Regions from separate parts of the Sparus aurata genome. Here region 2 is linked to region 1. A link is a contact called in public Hi-C data. All regions are on one chromosome and are shown on one strand. The core of a region is the stretch at or near the end of the contact, and the rest is flanking DNA. Distances in the headings are between cores, read along the strand shown. Region 1 holds the start of stk17b (serine/threonine kinase 17b (apoptosis-inducing)). Region 2 holds the start of lrrfip1a (leucine rich repeat (in FLII) interacting protein 1a).

What was found. Hi-C and Micro-C count contacts between places; a contact is called where the count stands out from the background.
Region 2: a contact with region 1 is called in a Hi-C map of an unstated tissue, with 2.0 times the contacts expected there. The contact joins the promoter of lrrfip1a here to the promoter of stk17b in region 1. A contact is called at or near these places in 2 of 2 Hi-C or Micro-C datasets (skeletal muscle and an unstated tissue).

The regions. Positions count from the first base shown.
Region 1 is chr9:31,698,413-31,704,812 of fSpaAur1.1, forward strand. stk17b (serine/threonine kinase 17b (apoptosis-inducing)) reads right to left here and starts at 4,340. Exons shown (of 7, transcript XM_030427928.1): 1 at 3,726-4,340. The coding sequence starts at 3,847. hecw2a (HECT, C2 and WW domain containing E3 ubiquitin protein ligase 2a) reads right to left here. Exons shown (of 30, transcript XM_030427857.1): 30 at 5,523-6,400.
Region 2 is chr9:31,838,412-31,845,422 of fSpaAur1.1, forward strand. It overlaps lrrfip1a (leucine rich repeat (in FLII) interacting protein 1a), which reads right to left and starts at 4,964. Exons shown (of 29, transcript XM_030427852.1): 1 at 4,387-4,964. The coding sequence starts at 4,476.

The sequences.
Region 1 (6,400 bases), core at 3,090-5,589:
TGGGAAATTGTGATTAGGACACCAGTAATAAATCGATTACTGGTGAAGATTAACCTTCAGATAAATTGATAAAAATAATCGTTAGTTGCAGCCCTAAAGAACTGTAGTTACTCTTGAGACCTTCCTTCATCAGTAAATGTCTGCACCTTTTCAAACTTGAGAAGGTTAATGTCTCATGATATAAAAATAAAACGTGTGGTCTTGCAGCACATCATCTGGGTTATTTCCTCTTGACAAAGCTGGTCCAGCACCACAGAGGACAGCTGCCGTACAGCTGCTGTTCCAGACTGAATAACACTCCTCACGATGAGTTCACTCGTCTTCACGTATTAAATCGTTCTATTGCCCCTTTATTAACTAACACGGATCCACTTTTGGTGACCAGAGACACGTCCACCGCAAACCAACAGCGTATCAGGTTGTTATGACAACAGCTTCACCCAACAAGCCAGTGGACACACCGGCATTTATTTTGAGCTGTTTCTCACGTCCAGTATTTACCTTCCATTAGCCGTGGTTCAGTCGACACCAAAACTCTCTGACTCATTAGCTTCCTGGATGCTATGCTAACGAGCGTGTCACCAACTTTGTCGGACATTGGGAGCCTGGCAGGAAACATACAGCTGTTTTATTAGAGCAGTTTTGCTGTAAACAATAAAAAGTCTGACTGATACTTGATTTTATGGGTCATAAAAACTTTGAGATATGCACACTCAGAATGAGTGAGTAATACTGGGATATTCTAATATTTCAATTGATTATTGTGCTGTGACATATCCAAATTGTTATTGTGTGTTTTGTCAATATTTTTGGTCCCAAAAATAATGTAACACATTTCATTTGATTCATTTTTAATGCATATCCCAACACCCCTAACTAATTTTGAGACGTGTATATCAGCAGATATACAGACATTTTCTTGCAGTGATCCCTCTCATGTAGTTATCAAACACTCGCAACACAAACATGTAACTGAGGTTGAATATTTTACAGTTTAAGAATAAACTTTATTGTTCGAAATTAAATCAGTGCACTGAAACATTAAACTCAACTCAGAATTTAATGATTATAAATCATCCCAAGCTTATTTTGCTGCATTATAATCTAATATCGCTGCATGTTGGACAATAATTACAGATACCGATAAATCTGTGAAAGGAAAACTAATATATTAGGCGAGCTGTAATAAACAGCCGCCAACATTAAATTTGTGGCCTGTAAATCTAAAACAATGAGCTAAAACAAGAACTTCAGAGTTGGTTGGCGCTTTGACCTACTCTTCTCATAATATGCACTCATTTAATTTGATGGTAATAAAGAAAATACTGATTAATGTTTAACCAAGTCCACATAAAACTGATTAATCGATTCTAAATCTAACTGATAGTTGCAGTTTGACGTGAGAAATAGGGCGACACGATGACACGGAATGTTCCACAGCTAAAGGTCATTTTTATTGACCTCATTAATATGAATTCCTTCAAAGGAAAATGTAGCTAACTAGAACAAGAACGTACATTATCATCTCCTTGAAATTATTGCACATGTTAACTTCCCTTTTTTTTGTCAAATCACACAGAAATACGCGAAACAGAAGCGGCTTGTGCCATTTCTTCTTTCTACAGTCTGGTTTCCACATGTACTCGTTTCATTCTTCCTGTTTTGACATCCGAATTACACAGCGCACGCCGCATGACACATCACTTCAAACACACCTCAGAGTTCTTAGGATATGACCATCCACCATCAGCTGTTGCCATGGTGCCCACACACACACACACACATACACACACACACTGCCAAACACATGACAAAGGTCTACTGTAGCGCGATGAAGTCAGGTCTCCTGGCACGGCGAGGCTCGTGTGTGAACAGTGGTTGAAGCTTACGGTCCAGAGTCCACACGCCAAGTTAACGTTAGTGTATTGAATTATTTGACTGTGTGCTCTCCAAGTAAACATTACAGACAAAACAAACTTGAGGTTACATTGTATGAAAACTGGTTAGTTTAAAAAGTGTTTCTACGGTCAATGTGATATGTGGTTATTGCATTTGTCCCCTCATGTCTTTTGTTGTCTAAAACTGTAGTGACGCAGTGCTGGCACGAGTATCATCTTTATACAACAGGGCTGCAACTCACGATTATATTCATTGTCTGTTTGTTTCCTAAAGTTAAAAATAAATAAAACTCAAACTGTAAAAACTAATTACTGTCAAATAGGAGGAAGAAAAAGGAAAATATTCACATTTGAGGAGCTGAATTCAGACGATTTTGACTTGCTTCCTTGAGAAAACAAGTCAAAATCGATTAATCAGTAATGAAAATAGCTGCTGATTAGTTTAAAAGCTGACAACTAATCAAATAAGTGTTGCAGCCTTCTTAGAGCTGCTTAGATAAAGGACATGTCATTGCCATAAAAGGAAATTTTTTCAGGTTCCCTTCAAATGTTTGTGATAATGTGATATGTGGTTTCTGTGTTATTCCTCTCATCTGATGATGTCTGAATCGGTAGTCACACTTTGGTAAACATCACGCTGTACTCTGTGGTTCTGGCACAAGTTTCAAACACATTAAGTCGTGATCCAAACAATGATAAGATCCTCGATTAATCGATTGGCTGTTTGGTCTATAAAATGTCAGAAAATTGTGAAAAATGACGTCCTGCCATGTCTTGTTTTATCCACAACTCAAAGATGACAGAAAATAAACAAAAAATATTCACATTAAGAAGCTGGAATCAGAGAATTTTAGCTTTTTTCTTGATCAAAATAGTTGTTGATTGTTTTATAGCTGACAATTAATCGAACGTTGTAAGCAAACTGAGGAACGAGGAAGAGCAATATCCATGCAAAACAACCTCTACAGCATGTGTTGGTTTAACACTCTGTACATGTTTATCTGAAACTACTTATGCCAGATATAATTTGACAAACAGCTCCATCACTCATCAATTATTTATCAACAAAATGATTCAAGGAGTCATTTAAACTTTGCAAAATTACAGAAAAGCAGCGACACAATCCGTGTCACTGTGTGAACAACGAAATACTGTGGTTTCCTAAAAAGGTTTTTAAAGTTTATTACTCAATATATTGCATTTTGAAAGTAACTTGCTCAACACTGTCTGACAACATACACAGATACCCATATATATCTGTGAATACTAGTATGTCGTCATAATTATATATAGTTGTAAGAAAATCCCCCAACACACAAGTTAGTCATGTCCAATGTTGTCTAAACCCGTAGTGACAATGTGGGCTGGTAAAAGTATCATACATATATACAGAATATGAGTTTAAAGTTCACTACAGGGTGCAAAAATTACCCAAATGCGTGGTGAATATTCAAATATCACCCTTGTTTCCACTTGGCTGGTTGCTGGTGCTAATCCAGCGCCCTGATATCAGAGAGCTGACTGTGATAACAAATGGAAATGTCTGACACACACTCAGGCTGCATTATTAAACTTTTCCTGCACTGTCAGTCAACAGTTTCCACGCTGATGCAGTATTTCATAGTGGGATTATGATCTAATAAAGGAGATATGTTTGTAATGCAGTTAATCCTGTTAATGCCAGTTTGACTTCTAATCAACAATCCAGATACTTTTGGCAGAGATCACAGTGAAATGAGTCTTTAACTGAACTTTTAAGGCTTCTCGCAGACAGAGAGGAGACTGTGTGAACTTCTCTGAGAGTTTTCAGGGGAACATTTCACTCACCTGCCGAGCTCCCCGGTGATTTCATACACACTCTCCACGGGCTCCGTGCTGATCGGGGTCTGGATTTCGCTGAGCAGCCCCGCGGACAGACCGCTGCGACTGTCCAGCCGTCTCCGAGACATGGTCCTCTCTTTCAGGCTTCAGTCCTGCTGCCAGCTGGATACCGACCGACCGACCGACCGCGCTGAACGCTACCGAACCGAGAGATGCACGACCACACTAAAGCTACGAGTCTAGCTAACGTTAACACCAGCGGCTGCACTACAGTTACATGTTAAGTGTTAGCTCCGCCGGCTGCCCATGCTAACGCTCCGTACGGACTCCGGCTAGCTCAACCGCCGCTAACTAAGTTAGCTCAACGGTCAATGTCGCGGCTTCAAAAAGTGAATTAAACCGACTTTCCTCAACTCAACTGAAGAGAAGCAGTCCGTGTTTAAAATCTAACCCTACAGGTGACGCTAGCGGGTTAACTATCCAGACGAGCGAGCGTTAAATATCCTAATAAGTCGATCCGGAGAGTTTTCGATCATCTTTACATCCTCTCTGTTTGACACTTTCTCGACACGTCACTGCCCGGCGCATGCGCACTGCGGCTGTGTTTGAATAGAAGGAGGTCGCAGTTATTTGAAGGGAGAGTGAAGTTTGTACAGGTGAGTCACCTGGAGGCTCAGTGTGACAGCAGGAAAACACCTGGAGGAGCTGTTTACACCGACAACAGACTGAGGGAAGACTTTCATCAGCTGGTTTATAAATATAACTCCACCCCTCCACCCCACATCTGGAGTACCACATCTGTCAAGTTTAAATTGTTTATCTTTATTGATTATCTTTATGTGATTGTGATTTTGTTGAGAAAAAATGAAAACTTATGTACTATAAGAGAAAAAAATCTGATAGTGAGATAAAAAGGTATGAAAGTAAGGTAATACATAGTAAATAAAAAGTCAAAGCGATAAAAAAAAGTCATAATAATGACATACAAAGCCAAAATTATGAGGGAGAAAGTCAAAGTTATCAAAAAAGGAATCATTTTGTAGATAGAAAGTAGATATTATGAGATAAAATGATTACATGGTTAAAAAAAGTGTTAAGTACGACAACAAAGTCATGATTATGAGGTAAAAAGTCAAAATAATGAGCGAAAAATTATAATTATGAGAGAAAAAGTTGAAATTATAACATAGAAATTCAAAATTATGTGATAAAAGTCATAATTATTTGAAAAAAGTAATCAATATGGGACAGATACTCAAAAATATATATTAAAAAAAGGTAATTATCAGAAAAAATGCAGAAAATTACGAGATAAAAAGGAAAATTATAAGTAAGAAAGTGAAAATTATTAGATAAATATGATTATGTTTATCTCATACTTACGTGTCCCCTTACTTCCTATCTTGACATTGTAATCATATTTTTTGACATCACTTACTATGTTGTAATCATTGTTTAGTATGTTTAATATATTTACATTTATGTAATTCTTTTGTCTGCTGTGCACAGCTACATTTTGTTTATCATGTGGACGGCCTGGAAGCCTCAGTATAACGTGTACAAGTCATTTATTAGGGATAATTATAAAATTTGATTATTTTAAGTATATTTTCCCATATTATCTTTAAAATTTGTATTATTCAGAGACCTTTTATCATATTTTCTTTCCATTTTTCCCCATTTGCCTGGAAAAGGTTAACAATGTGTCTTAATGAACTGTGATTTATAATAAACTATAAAGATGACACATTTTGATATTTACTCATACGACCGGTACAGAAGATAAATAAGGCTCACGTGTCGTTAATCTCAAATTTTCCATTTGTTCTCTTTTATTACAATCATCGGGGTGAAATGGAGACACACATACAGGAGCTTTGCATAGAGTGGAATTCTGAAAACCGGAGCCGGGTCCTGTCAGAAAATGTAGGAGGAAAGACGAGAGGTGCGACTGTCTTCATCTGGATGTGAAGCGAGTAATCAATCTTACCAGTGCTCTGCAGCAGAAAAGCCTCGATATATGAAAAACTGACCGAGTGAGTGTTAACCCTAACGTGAAGCATTGTCGTTGTTGTTGTTGTTGTTGTTGCCCATGCCACGAAAATCTGCCCGTCAAGCAAACATGAGGTGATGTTCTGGAGTGGGATGTGTTTTGTTAGACTGAAATAGAGAGAGCAGGCCTAATGGTTGACTTTGCAAGCCCCAAACCTTTGGTACATTCGGTGCAAAATATATATTTATACACACAACAGGACAGACATACGTATACATTTATATACAAAGAGACAAACAGGACCTCACACATGGTACACGTACATGTGCTCTCACGTTTCACAAAATCAAAACAGCCCTATTGATTCACCACTGACTCATGAGCAATGAACCATAACCATCGACCTATTACTAAGATAGGCAGACACGCACATGTGAAAGGAACAACGTTTTTTTTTTGAAACATGCTGCCGAGATACTCGCCGTTACACTGTCATAGAGAAAACAAACTACTGCATTCACACCGTGTCCGTTCCCAGAGCTAAAACTAAGTGGCTAGAGCACCTATTCCCTACACCCTGTTCCCATGAGCTTCACACTCAAGGTATGACAGTGCCAGGTAAGCATAAGGCCGCATGCCTCAAGTGACACAACTTAACCAGCTCCCTCACCCCTTTTTTCTCAATGGA
Region 2 (7,011 bases), core at 3,714-6,213, 140 kb after region 1:
CTAGACCAAGTATTCTCTGTTCTCTGGTCACCATGGGCACATTTCATTAAAGTCCATCTATCATTGTTGAGATATTGCAGTATGGATAAAAGTGGTGGAATGAACCAACCAACCAACCACGGATGGGAACTGAAGTGAAGCTGCTAACATGGCTAATAACTTCAATTCTCTCTCTTCAGCCACAGTCTACTGGGCTAATGTATTTCTCCACACAACAGAAATGACTTTCAGTCACTGAATTCATTTGCATTTCAGAATGGTGTAACAGAGGCAGTCATTCACTGGAAATCACAACTGGTGGTGGTTTTGTTTTATCAGTGGTGTGGGCTGAGGCTGCTGCTGCCGATCAACAATTACTACACAAGGTTAAAGACCCTGCACAGCCACGATAAGCCCACACTGGTGGTTTTTAGTCAGTTTAGGCCTTTGTCATAAAGGCCTGTAGACATTTTGTCATGTAAATGGAATTTAATTTAATCAATCATTAAAATCTGTGATGTTTCTACTGTGACATGTCTAAACATCTTATTTGAAAAAGACCTATCATACTTTTAGCCTTATTATTAACTTAGTTCTTGAAGTATGGTGACCTCATGTGATTCCTAGCTTAGTTTACTCAGACAGGATAACTCAAACACATGTGAGGATGTGTAGGGGCCTTAAATAATCTTAAAATCACACACCACACAACGCTGCTACTACTTCATCTCTGAATTACATCATTCGGCTGAAAGCTCTTATGAGCTCAGGTCCTTGCTTGATATATTACTCTTCTGCTCATTGTTTTGTTCTACTGTGTAATTTAGTATGTACAGTATGATTAATTCTTTTTAAAATCAGCTTGTAAATTATAACTACCTAAAGAGGACTGGATTTAACAGAGTGGAATGACATCATGAAATTCCTGGATTGGTGATTTATATGTGATGGTGCAGAGTAAGTCAGATGAACTCCATCAAAAGCCTGCCTTCATTAACAAAAAATGTTAAAAATGTTTGTGTAAATAATTTCTGAGACATATATCCATAAATATTTTCCACCAAGAATCTGAGTAAAGAACAGTTCAAATAGAGTCCAGGCTCTGCCCAGGTCATCTATAGTCAGCTGAAGGCATGCAAATTAATGTTTACAACTGGTTTTAAACTGTTTGACATCAGTAGGGAAGCAACTCTATAAAGTACAGCATTAAGAACACTGGTATTCCATGCTGACATTTCTTCTTGATAGTTCTTGCTGTGTGGTCTTCTCCCATTTGGTCCAGGATAAGTCAGGTTTATTGACAGTTTATCAGAGACCTGTGATACTAAGAGGGGAGGGGAAGAGAAATGTACAGCGACTAAAACAGCAGCTTGAACTCCCTGACTCCCCAGACAAACTCTGTGCAACTGTGCCAAAGTAAATTACTGTTTCCATGTTTCCATGCTGGTGGGATGGCCATTTGGTCGCCACACCCCTCCTCCTCCTCCTCCATCCCCATCCCCCACCCACAGACCCGATCTAAAACTGGGGTGCAGCAACAGCTGATCTTTCAGGAGCGTCTATTTTAAAAACTCTTTTGCGGAACAGGCCAACTCATCAGGGCTGACATACCGTCCTGTCAGAGGACTGCCAGCGAGGTACGTGACCCCCTCCGCTACTTAAAGGCCCAGACTCTCTCATCACTGCACAGATGTGACAGAAAACAGGCCACAATTACTCCGCTACTACTAAAGCTGTTGCTCACTACCACAAGTGGCAGATCAGTCAGTCATCAGAGAATCTCCTGCTTAGATACAGTGTATCTGCTGCTGCGAACATAAGCTCTGACAAACTGCAGGAACATTGCTGCCACCGCAAATAGACTACAACAAGACTTCCAGCTACAGGAATGTGCAACCTCAGATACATTACTGCAGAGTCAATAGTCAGCTAAGCAGTTAAGAGAAGATAACATTCAAACAGTCAAACCTCTGCAGGCCTGACATTGGTACCAAGGCTATTCACAGCTAGCGTGATGACAATGGGGTGTGTGTTTGTCAGTTAACGGTGACATGCAAATTTGCTGAAACATCCGGGTTGGGTTAGCACAGACCCGACTTCCTCTCAACTGCAACTGCCCCAAATCATCATCATACTTTGGCGACGACGTTCAGGATTTCATGCTCAACACCTCACTGAGGGAAAGACTCAAGACTACGATCCACAGTGATTAACTTGGAAATGTATTTTAGGCAACATTTAACGTTCATTCTTTGGTATTTCCACAAAAATACAGATAACATCCTCACAGAAGGATCCCAAACCTTTCTTCAGAACAATAAATATCTGGCTTTTCTTTGTGTTTCCTCCATTGTTGCCATTTTCCTTTGATGTTACCTTCAAATATTGATTTTCAGCCTGTGTTTCACACCTCAAAGGCACAAGTGCAGACAAAGCGTGAGGGGTATCCGCTTCAAACAGCGCGACTTAAGTCCTGACGACACAGTGGGCATTATTCCTGCCATAAAACATTCATTTATCCCACACTAGACTCATCATCATAAAAGAGATTAGGAGCTTTAAACAGTGTGGACCTGTCACAACATGACTTCAGCATCTGTAAGAAACAACTACGTGTGACTGCTGCCAGCTCCAGTCTTGCATTATTGAGGGGGAGCCCAACAATCCCTGCAGGTTAGTACATGAAGGCTTATTCTTTGGTACTGTAGGCCATTTTGATAAGCTGGCGGTTACAGAAAGGACTGTTACCATGACTAGTTTGCCTGGGCATGTACTGTCCCAGAAATAATTTACACTCTGAAACTGTTGTCATTTTAAGACAATTTTATGCCACTAATAAAATAATAATATAACAGCGCACCACTCCAGTCACACGCTTCCATAGAGTCAACGTTTAATTCACAATGGATTCGGAATGTGAAAGAAATGTTCGATTAAATCAAAATTAAATCAAATCCCACAACCAAAACAATAAATCAAATGGACTCTTGAGCTCTGTTGACAAAAATCCAACTTCAATAAAAATTCAATATTGTTAAAGAGGATATGTAATATACTGCCAACCTAGGCCTACATGCAGATTATAATTACAAGAATCCAAAAAGTGCAAACTTACAAACAGTAGCGTTAAGACAACTTTGTCATACTGTTTTATTAGACTGACCAGTTTATCAAGAATGACATGGTAGGGCACGTACAATATATCAGCCAATGGTGGCCCTGTGTTGGATGACTTGGATACAGGATATTGTCCAGCTGAGTCATCACACTGAGAGGACAAACATCCCTGCAGTAAAAGTTATTGTCTTCATACAATTTATAACCTATCAATGTAATTGTCCAAACAGGTGTTGGACTGAAAGGACTGATTTACCAACTGTTCTTTAGGGCTGGGCAATACATACATATGCCATTGTTATCATGATATGAGACTATACATCGTCCTAGAATATGGGCATCGTGATATCGTTACATGTGACGTCTTTTTCTGGTTTTTAAGGCTGCATCACATTAAATTGATGCTCTTGCCAGCGTGTTATATCCACGTTACTGATGATTATTAATCAAGAATTACCAGAATACTATATGGTCACAGTATTGATATTGAGGTATTTGGTCAAAAATAACATGATATTTGATTATGTTGCCCACCCTAACCCATTTATAAATTGTTAGACTGTTAAATATTCTGCCTCTGTAAGAAATTTTCCAAAAAGTGCGTATGGTCACAGTATTGATATTGAGGTATTTGGTCAAAAATAACATGATATTTGATTATGTTGCCCACCCTAACCCATTTATAAATTGTTAGACTGTTAAATATTCTGCCTCTGTAAGAAATTTTCCAAAAAGTGCGTGTATATTGGCCCATATATCGACATCAGATCAATAATATCGGTACTGATCCCAAATCTGCATATCGGTCAGGCTCTAAATATTGCTTTGAGCCATTTTGCCACAATTGTTACATGTGTAACATCATTTTTATTCTCTACTGACATAAAAACTGCACCAATTGTTGCCTGGAAGGTAGAAAATCGATTTAAAAATGTCAGATACTGTTTTGAAAATGAACACCAGTGACTGTGATGTGATTTCTTATCTCAGGGAGTCTCACAAAAGTTTGTACACTTAAAAGGAAGTGATAAGATGTTGTTTATTTGGCTGAAGTGTTGAACTGTTTCTGTCTGTGTACTTCTTTTTCTCCATTCGGGTGTGAAATTCTGGATGAATTATACATTTTGACGTGAGTTTTGACAAAACTGGTTGATGTGTATCAGTAAATGTTAGCTTCTTTAGCAACACATCTGTCAGTTTGTAGGTTCTGGGGGGTTATATCGGCTGAAGATGAAGTTTCTGGAGGTAAAGAAATGGTTTTATTTGACGTTTAACAGACACTCCACTCACCTCTCTCGCTATGAGATTGAGGGCATCGTCCTCCGCCGTCGACCTCTCCTTCTTGGTGGACCTTTTCCGTCCGGTGCCCTGAGTCCCCATGTTTCCTCTTCACTGCAGATAAAGTCACTTGCGGTCCGACGGCAGCGCACACAGTCAATAATCCAGACGGAGCGGTTCGGCAGCTAGTTAGCGACTCTCATGTGTCGGTGAGATGTTTAAAGTGAAAGACGGGGGGATGAAATGAAGCGGGGGCTCATTGTCTCCGCTCCGCTGTCACCATGCCTCCTTCTCCTTCCTGTCTGTCTCTAACGACGCTCGCGACGGAGCCGTTGGTGGCTGTCGGCTCCTGCCCCCACGTGCGCTTCTGATGCGTTTACGGTCCGGGACCGTTGACTCACTACTACAGCTTCAGTCTGTGCGTTTAAATTAAACAAACACACGATATTTAAAGATTTAACGTGAATTGAACCGAGAGGATCGTTATTAACGTGTGTTTTGTGTTCAGCTAGCGGCGGTTAAACTCCAGCAGCAGACGGACTCACAACAGCAGACCTGTCACTCACTGACGCTCACTAACTTCAGACTGTGCTCCTTCAAGACGCATTCACGGGATGTCGGAAATGTGGGTTACACCAGAAACTCATATCATTAATGGTGCATTATGTATTTTTGTGGAATAAAACTCTTTTTTTTCACGACTGAATAAACTGAATAATAAAAGACCTTGAAGGACAACAGAATTTCATACTGTTTTAATTTGTTTAGATTTGGAGGACCCTGCCACCTTTCTAGCTTTAAACACTGTTCTCTGGACCTTATTTCCTCTGAGAAAATAGCTTTTTGATTTACTTATGGAAAAAATAAATATATCTGAGTTTGGATTATTACCTCATTAATATTGTAAATATTAAAATTCTGAGTTTGAATTTCTTCTCCAAAACTACGTAGTGCCCCTACGAGCCTTCTTTTAATAAGATTAAACTAGAAGTCAACCAAAATAAAACGTGACAAATAGCTATAAAGTAAAAAAAAAAGTTTAGCGAACTGAACAAAAGAAAATGCAGATTTGATACAGAAATCTAAAGGTGGTAAGTTTTTGTCTTCCCCTTTAATATTGTTATTGAATATCAAAATGATTTTAAGGGTAACTAAGAATGGACAAATAAAACAAAATCATTTCTGGAAGAAGTAGACGGTCCACTAAAGTATATAGAGATGCGGCTACCCAGATATTAATTTACCTATATATCTGTCTGTTGTACACTTGGACCCCACCTGAACACCTCGGATGTCCGATGACAAAGTACAAATACCACATTGTGGAAATATTTGATGTAAAAGTCCAGCGTTGAAAATTTATAAAGTATATATATATATATATATATATATATATAGTCAGGAAAATGTGTTTTCAGTATTAAGAATAAAGGTAAATCAATCAGTCAGTCAGTCAGTCAGTCATATTCCTTTATTGTCCCACAAACGGGGACATGTTTTGCCACAGGACAGAATATTACCAAAAACAAACAAACAATGACAATAGCAAAAAATAAACAATATAATTAAGATTAAAAAGGTAAAATTACTTAATGTTGAAAATGTTCTCTGTCCACTATACATTACATTATTATTACTCATGTATAAATGAATAAGCAGGATTCTACTCTCTTACAGTAGTTGGTTGATTAATGTGAAGCTAGTTATAATTTTTATTAGCCTATGGATTTATCTTCTGAATAAGTTCTCCATTAATTAATTGATGGATTGTTAGGTTAGTAAAAATTCCGACAATATTGAAATATGCTGTCACAATAGCCCTGATAACAAAGTGACACTTTCATAATGGTCAACTCTTCACACTGAGAAGCAGGAACCAGGAAATGTGTTTGCATGAAATATGACAAATGATTATCAAATGAGTTACCAATTAATTCTAATTCTCTCAATTGATCAATAAACTAATGTACTAGAGGTATGAAGTTGTATGAGAAGAAATATTAAAGGGAAGTAGCCTGCAAGTATTTCAAATTGAATACAGTACTTGATTAAATGAATCAAAATAAATAAATGTTGCCAATTTCTTAAACATCACTGCATCTATCCTCCTAAACAAAGTTTTCCTATGACATTATTTAGAGTCTGGAGTTTACGCAGAGTCCCTGAACGCAGCACCAACCTCTGTCTGAGGACTCCATACATGTTCAGTGTTGAGCTGCAGTCAGAAACCACAGCTCCTGCTCAGGCTATCGCACTCTCTCACACCCCTCTGCTATTTTTAATGATGACCAGCCAGCTCTAAAAACAGTCTGGACTTTCTTAAAGAGATAGACAAGAGCTCAGTTTGAATGAGCACAATGTAGATCGCATTATCTCGGTGTAGCGGTCCGGATAATTGACGGTGACCTCACTTGATCCTTTTTATAAGTTGCGGCATCACTGTTGAATCATTCGTGACGACAATGATGTATAAAACTTTTTCCTGTGCTATTTTAATATCCTCCATCTAAATGCCATGCTGTTGTTGCTGTGAAAAGGGATTTGATACACACGCAGTTTAATTAAAGGAGCTCTATGTAAGAAATTTACTTTCAAACATTCAAAACTGTCAGTTTATAACACTGTCAGGAACCTTAC